Linked DNA regions of Muntiacus reevesi: region 1 is linked to region 2. The links are chromatin contacts, called in public Hi-C maps. All regions are on one chromosome and are shown on one strand. The core of a region is the stretch at or near the end of the contact, and the rest is flanking DNA. Distances in the headings are between cores, read along the strand shown. Region 1 holds the start of CDV3 (CDV3 homolog). Region 2 holds the start of CEP63 (centrosomal protein 63).

The links. A called contact is a pair of places that touch in the nucleus more often than the background predicts.
Region 1: a contact with region 2 is called in a Hi-C map of blood, with 5 times the contacts expected there. The contact joins the promoter of CDV3 here to the promoter of CEP63 in region 2. A contact is called at or near these places in 2 of 3 Hi-C or Micro-C datasets (blood and muscle).

Annotation. Positions count from the first base shown.
Region 1 is chr8:15,822,825-15,827,436 of mMunRee1.1, forward strand. It overlaps CDV3 (CDV3 homolog), which reads right to left and starts at 2,079. Exons shown (of 5, transcript XM_065942178.1): 1 at 1,436-2,079; 2 at 669-745. The coding sequence starts at 1,675.
Region 2 is chr8:14,854,391-14,859,125 of mMunRee1.1, forward strand. It overlaps CEP63 (centrosomal protein 63), which reads right to left and starts at 1,995. Exons shown (of 14, transcript XM_065942197.1): 1 at 1,747-1,995. The coding sequence starts at 1,995. ANAPC13 (anaphase promoting complex subunit 13) reads left to right here and starts at 1,870. Exons shown (of 3, transcript XM_065942206.1): 1 at 1,870-2,005; 2 at 3,583-3,713. The coding sequence starts at 3,615.

The DNA of each region.
Region 1 (4,612 bases), core at 829-3,328, 970 kb after region 2:
TTACATGAATCTAAAGTTCATGTGACTACCATAGACTGGATTTGATAAAACGTGTTAATTTCAAATCTTCTAAACCAATCAATGTAATTTTCAGGAATTACTGTTTTTTTAAAACTTTATGCTTAGACTATGATTCCATTTCTATAAATTTCTAGGGAAAATTAATCTACAGTGTTAGGAGAGTGGTTATTTGGGGGTTAAAACAATGACTACAAGAGGTTAGGAAGGGGGCTTTCTTCTCTACCAGTAATATTTCCTTTCTTGACTTCCGTGCTGATTACACAAGTTGAATAGGTAAAATCTGTATTTCCCTGTAACTATGCTTCAAATACAACCACCCATGTTATCTTTTGAGACAAAAGCTAAGTTCAACCCACCAATAATAAAAGCAAAAATTCTGAAAGCACAAAATCCATTTTAGCTGTCTCAAAAAGGCCTAACCAAGATTCGAAGTAGGCAAGCTCTCACAGGATTTTAGAACTGGCAGCTAATTTGACTGGCATATAAAAGGGCTGCCAACACAGAGGAGGAATAGACTCAATCCATTAGTCGTAATAAGCATACCTAAAGCACAAGAGTACTGTGATGCTGTTTTGGGACAAAAAAACCCCAAACATACAGTATTTATCCGGTGGGTGACATAAACGTTATCTGTAACCAAACCATACCTTATTTGCATTGCTTGAACTCTTAGACCGCTGTAATCAACCTCTTTTTGCTCAAATTCTTTCCACTCATCTTCCTCCTGTAAAACAAGTACCAGGTAGTCAATTAAAGCTATTTTTAAAACACAACTAAAACAACCATCAGACTATTAAGGGATAAAGTGGTTGGAACCTAAAGTGTGGACTCGTTTTCTGGCCAAAGCCCTTGCTCAATCCCAAGGCTACTAGGCTTGAGGACAAACGTGACTAAACTTTGTTACTTCCACCCGGTTCCTTCATGAGACTTGTTACTTTAAAAGCAACCAGGAAACGTCGGATGAAGTCCATAGTAAGCCCACAACTAAACGTCTACCTCAATCTTGTATGAGACTTTTCTTTTACAGGTTTCCAGACCAAGTCGAGCCAATTAGATCTGCTGCAAATGTGATTGTTAGAAAATTCAGTTCACACTACTAGGCTGAAATCAGGACGCTAAATTACTCAGAGTAGACGTCACCCGATAGATGTACTTCCGACCCGGGCCGATTCCCCGGGAGGGTGCCGCCGCCTGCCTGCGTGCTAGCCCGAGCCAGGCGACGAGGGTCGGGAGCTGGGCCGCTGTGGTCCGGCGGGGAACGCGAGGCGGCCCGCCGTGGGAAGCCCGCGTCACGTGGCAGCCTCCGTGCCCGTCAGCCCGCCGGCCGGCCCCGGCCGCTTCCTCAGGCAGGCAGGCGGGGGCGGGCACATGGGCGCAAGAGCGCGGCCCGAGCCCTAACTCCCCGGCCCCTCACCTTTGTCACAACCTTGGTGGCGGCCCCAGGGCCAGTGGCCCCCACGCCCGCGGTCCCGCTATCTCCCGGCCGGGTCCCTGCGCCCGCCCCACCGCCCGCCGCGCCCGTGGCTCCGCTGCTCCCGCCAGCGCCGCCCGCCGCGCTCGCTGCGCTCGCCGCCCGGTTGCTCCGCTCCTTCTTCTTCTTTTTATCTCTCTTGGCGAAGAAGTTATCTAGGCTCCGCTCCTCCGTCTCAGCCATGGCCGCGGCCTCCTTGGCCCGGATGGGTGGGGCCGGCGGCGGGCGCGGCCCGTCGGGGCTCCGAGCTCGGGGTCGAGGCCGGCTCGGCGCTCAAGCTCCCAGGCGCGGCGACGCCTCAGTCCCTCGGGGTCGCTGAGGCGTGTGCAGCGGGGCGACCGGCCCCCCCCGCCTGCTGGCGGACGGTGGTACGGTCCTCCTAGGGGCTCGCGTGCCGCTGCCTCCGCCCGAGCCCGCCCGGGCTGGAGCTGCTGCCGCGATCGCAGTGCAGGATCCCGCCCGCTCCACAGCTGGAGGGAAAAAGGAACCCGCGGGCCAGAGGCTCCGGCGAGAGTGCTGGGTTAGCGGCGGCGAGTGCAGGAGGAAGACGCGAGCACGCAGGCCGGGAGAGGAGGGGACAGGGGGTGGGGAGGGGAGGGAGGGGGAGGAAGGAGGGCGGGCCACCAGAAAAGAGAGGCAGCGCCCGCGCCTGCGTACTTAGCTCCGCCCGCCACTGTGGGAGCGGGGAGGGGAGGGCGGTGAGAGGAGACGGAGGCGGAGCTGGCAAGGGAGCCAATCAGGTGCCAGGACGAACCGCTTAGGCGACAATCCCTGCCTCAGACGGGGCGGGGCTGTGGCTTGGGGGCGGGGAGAGGGTATATGCTAAATAAGTGACGTACATGATGGCTTTTGCCTCCTGATTGGTCGAGGGTTTAGCCTTGAGGGCGGGCATTTAGAGGGCTTGTTGGTGACTTGGCTAAAGAGGTCCGATCGAAGGGGTGGGTAGGTCCGTTCTAGGCGCATGCGTAGGGTACACGTGTGTCTGCTAGTCAGCCGCAAACTGTGGCCTTGTAGTGGTTTGAACTTCAGTGAGACTGAAAGGCCCTGTGCTAAGCTAGCTATATAAAGATGGTATCGTCTGCTCTGCTGGCCTCTGTATTTTCACCCTCTCTGGTCTAGCAACTATTCATTTTATTCATAGGTGATGATTATTATGAAAATGAGGTGCTTTGGGCTTGAAGTTTAGTTCTTATTTACTAAAAGGTCTACATAAACCAGTAGGTAGTCGAAAGGAGATTGGTTTTATCTGAATTCTACTTTCTATGAGATATCTAGAAATAGGTCAAGCTAAATCTGACCCTCAAGCTCCTGATCTGTAAAGTGGAGATGTTAGCTCTTGCAAGATATGTGGGGAAAGATTACCTCTTAGGCGCCAGCACAGTACTTAACACATATTGTGCTGTGCTAAGTCGCTTCAGTCGTGTCTGACTCTGTGACTGCATGGACTGTAGCTGCCAGGCTCCTCTGTCATTGTAACTCTCCAGGCAAGAATACTGGAGTGGGTTGCCATTTCCTTCTCCAGGGATCGAACCTGTGTCTCTCATGTCTCCTGCATTGACAGGCAGTTTCTAATATACATTAGATGCTATAAATAATTTTACATGTAAATAATAACCCCTACCCTGATGAGATGATGGCTGTAATCTATCTTTTTTATCCGTGATAAGAGGAAAGGAATGGCATATATAGAAGTGAGGACCAAATGTGCCCAGACTGTATGTGGTTGTACCATTTAAGTACCTTCTGGGAGTTGAGGATGAAATGAATCCTCCCATATGAAAAAGTCGGTCTAATAAAAGATGCTAAGCTTTCCACTTCCGTCTAAAGACACAACCACTGAGGAAATGACTCAGAGTTATGTTAGTAGCCTTGTAGGGTAGATAGAGCACAGCCAATACATGGAGGTACTTGTCTTTTCCTTTACAGTTTTTCTGTTAAAGTCTGTCTCCCCTACACCCCCTTCACCTCTACTATTAAAGTACTAAATCCAGAATATGTCAAAGAAGCAAATCAAGGAGCTGGCCTTGGCCAATAGCAAGCTTATGTTTAATTCCCTATACTGACTACCTGGATGGGTCTCTAGGTAACTTCCTTCTGTGACACTAGGCGTCTTCTTGTGATGCAAGCCAAGTTTAGTATTGCCTCTCCCTTACCTTCCTTAACATCTCTGATCAAATTTTTCTTCCCTTCTTTCCCTCCTTCCTCCCCCATCCCTTCCTTCCTTTTGTTCTTTCTTTCCTCACCTGTGAAACACCTATTTCGTTATATTTAAGGCAATGTGTTGTATTCTAGGCAAAGTAACTTGTCATTCCTGCCTTCAACTCCCTTCTAATCTACAAGAAAAGATCTAGATGTGAATAAATGAAATTTAGCCCTCTCTTTCTTAGATCTCCATCAATGTATCTGTGTGTCTTGAAGGAATTAATGATGGGAAAAAGCAGAGAAGGAACTGCAGCTGCAGCAAAATTCCCCACTACATCTTCCAGTGATTGATGGCATGTTCCCCAAACTTGATCATATGTAAAAGACTCAGGTCAGGCCAATAGAGAGACTAGGGTCTTTGTGGTTGTGTCATTATCTATGGTTAATTCTCTCCTCCAGGAATCTAGTCTCCCCCTCATTGAATCCCCTGACCTGAGACTGACAGCATATATTCATACCAGATTTTCCTCTTAAATCTCCTGTGCTCCCTCCTCCAATGTGTTACACAGAGCCTTGAAACCTCCCCCTTATCTTCACCCCACCCCTCATCATGAAGCACCATTCATTGCTCTCATGATGTTTGGAGCTTCACCATCTTTAAAGCAAAACAGACCTTCATTTGTACTTGGTGGGTGGATTGTTGAATAGTGGTGAGAACTTGAACCATTACCAGGTATTTCAGCACATCTTCTAAGGAACCTAATGCTGTCTGAATGTGAAAATTCCTCTCTGAGTCCTCTGAAGTGGAACAATCCAAAGGACGTCATCTGTCTCCCCTGACAAGGCTAGCTGGGCTTCAGTATTCCATGAGCTCAAGAGCTGGCACAGGGAAGTTGGGCCCAGTCCCATTGTCCCTGGGTTCTTTTTTGCTGAGCTATTCATTCCAAGTTCCATTCTGCTACCTAGGCTGGAAGTTCC
Region 2 (4,735 bases), core at 745-3,244:
GAAGCAATATTGTAACAAATCCAATAAAAGACTTTAAAAATGACCTTCATCAAAACAAAACAAAAAAATCTTAAAAAAAAAAACAGAAAAAGACTGAAAAAGTGTATCAACTCAATGCAACACATGGATCTCTATGAGATTTTAATCCAAACAAGCTGATTTTAAAACACATATATGGGACAGGTGGGAAAATCTGAACCCAGACTGAATACTGACAATGTTGTTCGCTAAGTCATATCCATCTCTTTCCAACCCCATGGACTACAACATGCTAGGCTTCCCTATCCTTCACCATCTCCTGGAGTTTGCTCAAACTTACATCCAATGAGTCAATGATGCCATTCAACCATCTCATACTCTTCTATTGCCCCCTTCTCTTCCCGCCCTCAATCTCTCCCAGCATCAGGGTCTATAGGATTTTTACTAATTTTCATAGATGTGATGACAAAACTGTGGTTTTGTAAGGCTGAAAACACAATCTGAGTTCTTGAAGAAAAAAATTTAAAGTAACACAGAAACTAAAAATTCAATTCCTGAAACCCAGGTCAGTGTTGGTTTTAGCTGAATTTCAAATCAAGCTGACATACGTTTAAAAGTAGGACGCTCTAATAAAGCTGACTACTGATGCTGTTACCATCCAATACCACGACTATCTTAATTGAGAACGTGAAGGCCAAGCAAAGTTGTTCTACCTTTTAACGGGAGACAAGTGGCATCAATACAGTTAATACATACAACAACTACAATAACTGTTAAAACTTGAATCTACATCCATTTTAAAGTAACTGAATGTTTATAAATATTTAGCCCATTTTAATTTCAGTCGTTCTTACTATACTGATCACTGATGATATAGTCAAAACGAAAGAAGCTCAAGATAAAAACCTAATGATACTACATTTCAATTAAGAAAATATATACCCTAAAGGATATAATAATAATAATAAAGGATGTAATAAATAATAAAGGATAATAAATTATATTAAGCTACAGCTATGATCAGTATAGAAATATTTGAAGGTAATGTGTAGTTAATGATCCTTATGGTTTCCTCTTCGTATCTAGAAAATAGTTAAATGCAAGTATGTGGGGAACTGTGTAACTACAGGGCACAAATCCTACAGTACTGTTCTATTAAAGGAAGAAAAAAAAATGTTAAGACTGGTTTAAGGAACCGTTCGTAAGGCTTAAGGAAAACTACTCTGCACAATACGTGTGCTCTAACTAGTCGCTGTAAATGAACACGAGTCGCTGACAGCAAGCTCACTTTTACTCTGATGTTGTAAAAACTACATTATGAGCCTAGCTTTACTGCTTTCAAATATGTTCATGATCATAGTGTTCTATGGACCCATCCCTTTTGTTCTCTCACTTTATTATTTATTTCGCATCCCTGATTTCTATGGAGCAATCAGTAAGAGTTCAGGGTTCCCCAAACTCAGTCCTTCATGATTTCTGCCACATTACCGTACCTCTGGAACTAACATTAAGGTTTTTAAACCAATTACTTTCAAAAACTTGCTAAATTTCCCACCCATAAATGAACCGCTATCACCGGCCGTCAGTAACCTAAGTCCAACAAGGCTAGGAAGCTAACCAGATGAGGCAGCCTAGGTGGGAGGGCTGGGCCGGGGTACCTCCCCAGAAGTGGCAGACTGGCTCGCTGCCGACTCCGCTGGGAGAAGAGGAGCAGCTCGCCCACCCCGCCGCCCTCCCACGGCCGGCCTCAGGGGAAGGGCTGACCACCTGGCTAGCCCGGACTGCGCGCCGTGGGAGGCCATATCTGGCTTCGCGAGTCTGCGAAGCGTTCGCGGCGAGGAGGAGGGGCGGGGCGCCGGGGCGGAGCCGGGCCGGCGGAGGCGAGCCTGGAGGCCAGCGGGCGGCTGAGGAAGTCGGCCCCCGGCCATTCGGCCGCTCAGTCCGCGGCCCCACTGCAGCCAGGGCTGCCTCCGGTTCCGGACACGGGCACCCGTCGCCTGTTGGACTCTCACACATGCGGTTACAGGCCTGCCACGAGCGCGCCCCCGAGTCTTCCCGCCGTTACCTCCGGACGGGGGCGCGCACGCGCGTCACGGCCAACCTGACGTCCAGTCACGGTCTTCGGAACGTTCGTTCCGCCTACTGCTCCCTCACTTTTGATTGAAGCAACGTCCTCCTTGACTCCCCCTCCGCCCGGCCAAATGGGCTCACCGACATCCGGGGATCGGAGAGCAGGGCGCGTCGGTCACATGGCCGCTGGGGGCGTGGTCCTGGCCGCGCTGGGCCGGCGCTGGTAAAGGTTTCCCGCGCCTTGGCTTAGGTAGTGTCGGGGAGGAGCACGTTCGGTTTTCTGCTGATCCTATCGGCCGAGGTTGTTGTCCTCACCTCATCCTCATAACTACCTCCCTTACCGTACGTCGGGAGGGTAGAAAGGGACTTACACGGCGGTCCTGGACTTCCCCCGCTTCCGCATTTGGTATAGCCCGCCTCGGTCCGGAAGCCGAGGCTTTGGGGCGGGATCCCATGCCTGTATGGACGGTGGTGGCCCGAGAGGGTCATATTTAGCGGGGGGAAAGGCATTCCAGGTTTGCTCTTTTAACTACAAGTTTACGGAGCTCTAAAACAGAGGTGAATAAAACTGCCCCTGTCCCGGAGAAACGCACGCACCGCTTGTCTGGGAAGACCCTGTAACGGGCAATGTAACAAGCTCCTGATGGGGCCAATTCACTGCGCGCAGGGAAATATGGAACCTGCGGAGGGGCGGATACCGCGTTCTTCTTAGAGCTTAGAGAAAGCTTCCTGCAGGAGGCAACCTGGGAGCTAAGTTGTTTAGAGTAACTGGGGGTTAGCTGAGGAAAAAAGGAAGAAGACAGCATTCCAAGCTTTGGGACAGTCACGTGTGTAAGAAAGATTTTTGTTCAGGAAAGTGGTAACTGTTCATTATGGGGACAGGCAAGTGCCTGGGACGGTGGCTGTGGCCTGGTCATTGCCCGCCTTGTACTTTCCGGGCTTCCAGCCCCTGAAGAGTGAAGGCACTTTAACGCCTAACTCTGGACAAGAGATATTGGCCCCGATGAGCTGACACCCAACTTTGAGTTTGGAAGGAAAAGTAGGTGTTCGTGATGGGGCAAAGAGACCTTTTTAGGTGCAAAGGCTGGAAAGTGTGACAAGTTAGATGTATTCTAAAGAAGAATAGGTGAAAAACGATTTGAGGCCAAATTGGGGGAGAACATGCTGAATCATTAATAAGAAATTTACGCACAGCAATTGGAAACAATAATGCTTGAACGATCATTCACAAAGCCAACTTAACTTGCCTAGTGAATCATAAAAACAAGGAACCATTCAAGGGCAGAATGCATGCTGACGCTGAGTGATCCAAGAAAACTTTACCAAAAGATGGAATCTATGTGTGACTAGGAAGATCAGCTGGGAGGTACTGTGATGTTATAAAGAAACTGTAATCTAATCCAGGCGAGATGAGTCTTTCCCTGGATGATCCTCTGCCAAAACATCCACACTAGAAAGCCTAGAGAACCCTAGTGGTGGATTAAATCATCTTTTCATTCTTCATGTTTAAGAAATAACCTCTCTGGTTTACAGGTCCCATCCGACAAGATCAAAGCTGCAAGAGAATGGACAGTGAGGTACAGAGAGATGGAAGGATCTTGGATTTGATTGACGATGCTTGGCGAGAAGACAAGCTGCCTTATGAGGATGTTGCAATACCACTGGTAGGCTGTAATGTGTGCTGAGGGTGATGGGTTAAAGGTCTGGTAGACCCTGGTAGCTGTAGGTTATCAATGGACAAATAAACTAAAGTCAAAGAAATCAAAACTATGGAGTCCTCTGACTAGAAACCTCTGGAGAGCATTTAGCTCAACTTTGTATTTGAAGAGGAATGTGATCAGATTGCTGAGGTCTGCTGATTCAGACCAGCTCAATTAGAGGTCATATGAAAACTGGAACTGAGGTCCTCTGAGCTATGTTCTGTCCAGCACACCAAAGGTAGTAAAGAATTTAATGCACACCATGAGGAGGAACAAGAAGCAGTGGTATATGCACTTAATTTCTCTAACTGTGGCCTGTCATTTTTAGAAACTCACAGTTTTGGAACACATACCTAGTCGAAGTTCCCTGGAAAATATTCAGAAGAGACCTGACTTTTCTTCTTTTACATTTAGATCATCAGGCTCTTTTCTTCCCTAATCTCTGGAAAATTCTCCTGCAGGGAGTTTGTTAAGCTTCACGTCATAAGATCTAAACGTTTTGCTTGAATAAATGCTTACTAAAAATTCTGTTTATGTCATAGAGGCCTAACAAGAAGAACAAGGACTGTTTTTCTTTAGAGCCTGCCAAGATTTGTTGATTAAATAGAGCTTGCGAGCAGGTGGTCTGCTGCTGCCATATATATTTTCATTTAAGAATAAGAGGTAATGTGTTCAAGGAATAATACACATAACAGATAATAAATGACAGCTTAGTTCAAGTTTAGAAAAATAACCAAAAGAGCATAATAAGAATTATAGCTCCGCTTTGATTGAATACCTGTTTTGTGCCATGGACTGAGGTTGAAACCTGACGTATTTTATCTATATCCTTAAAAGAACCTTCGGGGGTGATGATGATGTCCCCACTGTACAGGAAGAAAATAGGATCAAAGAGGAGATCTTGCCTAAAGGTTGGTAGCTAATAAGCTGGACTTCACACTGAGGTCTGTGAGGCTCCAGATCCTGCCCTGTGGACTTTTCTTGGT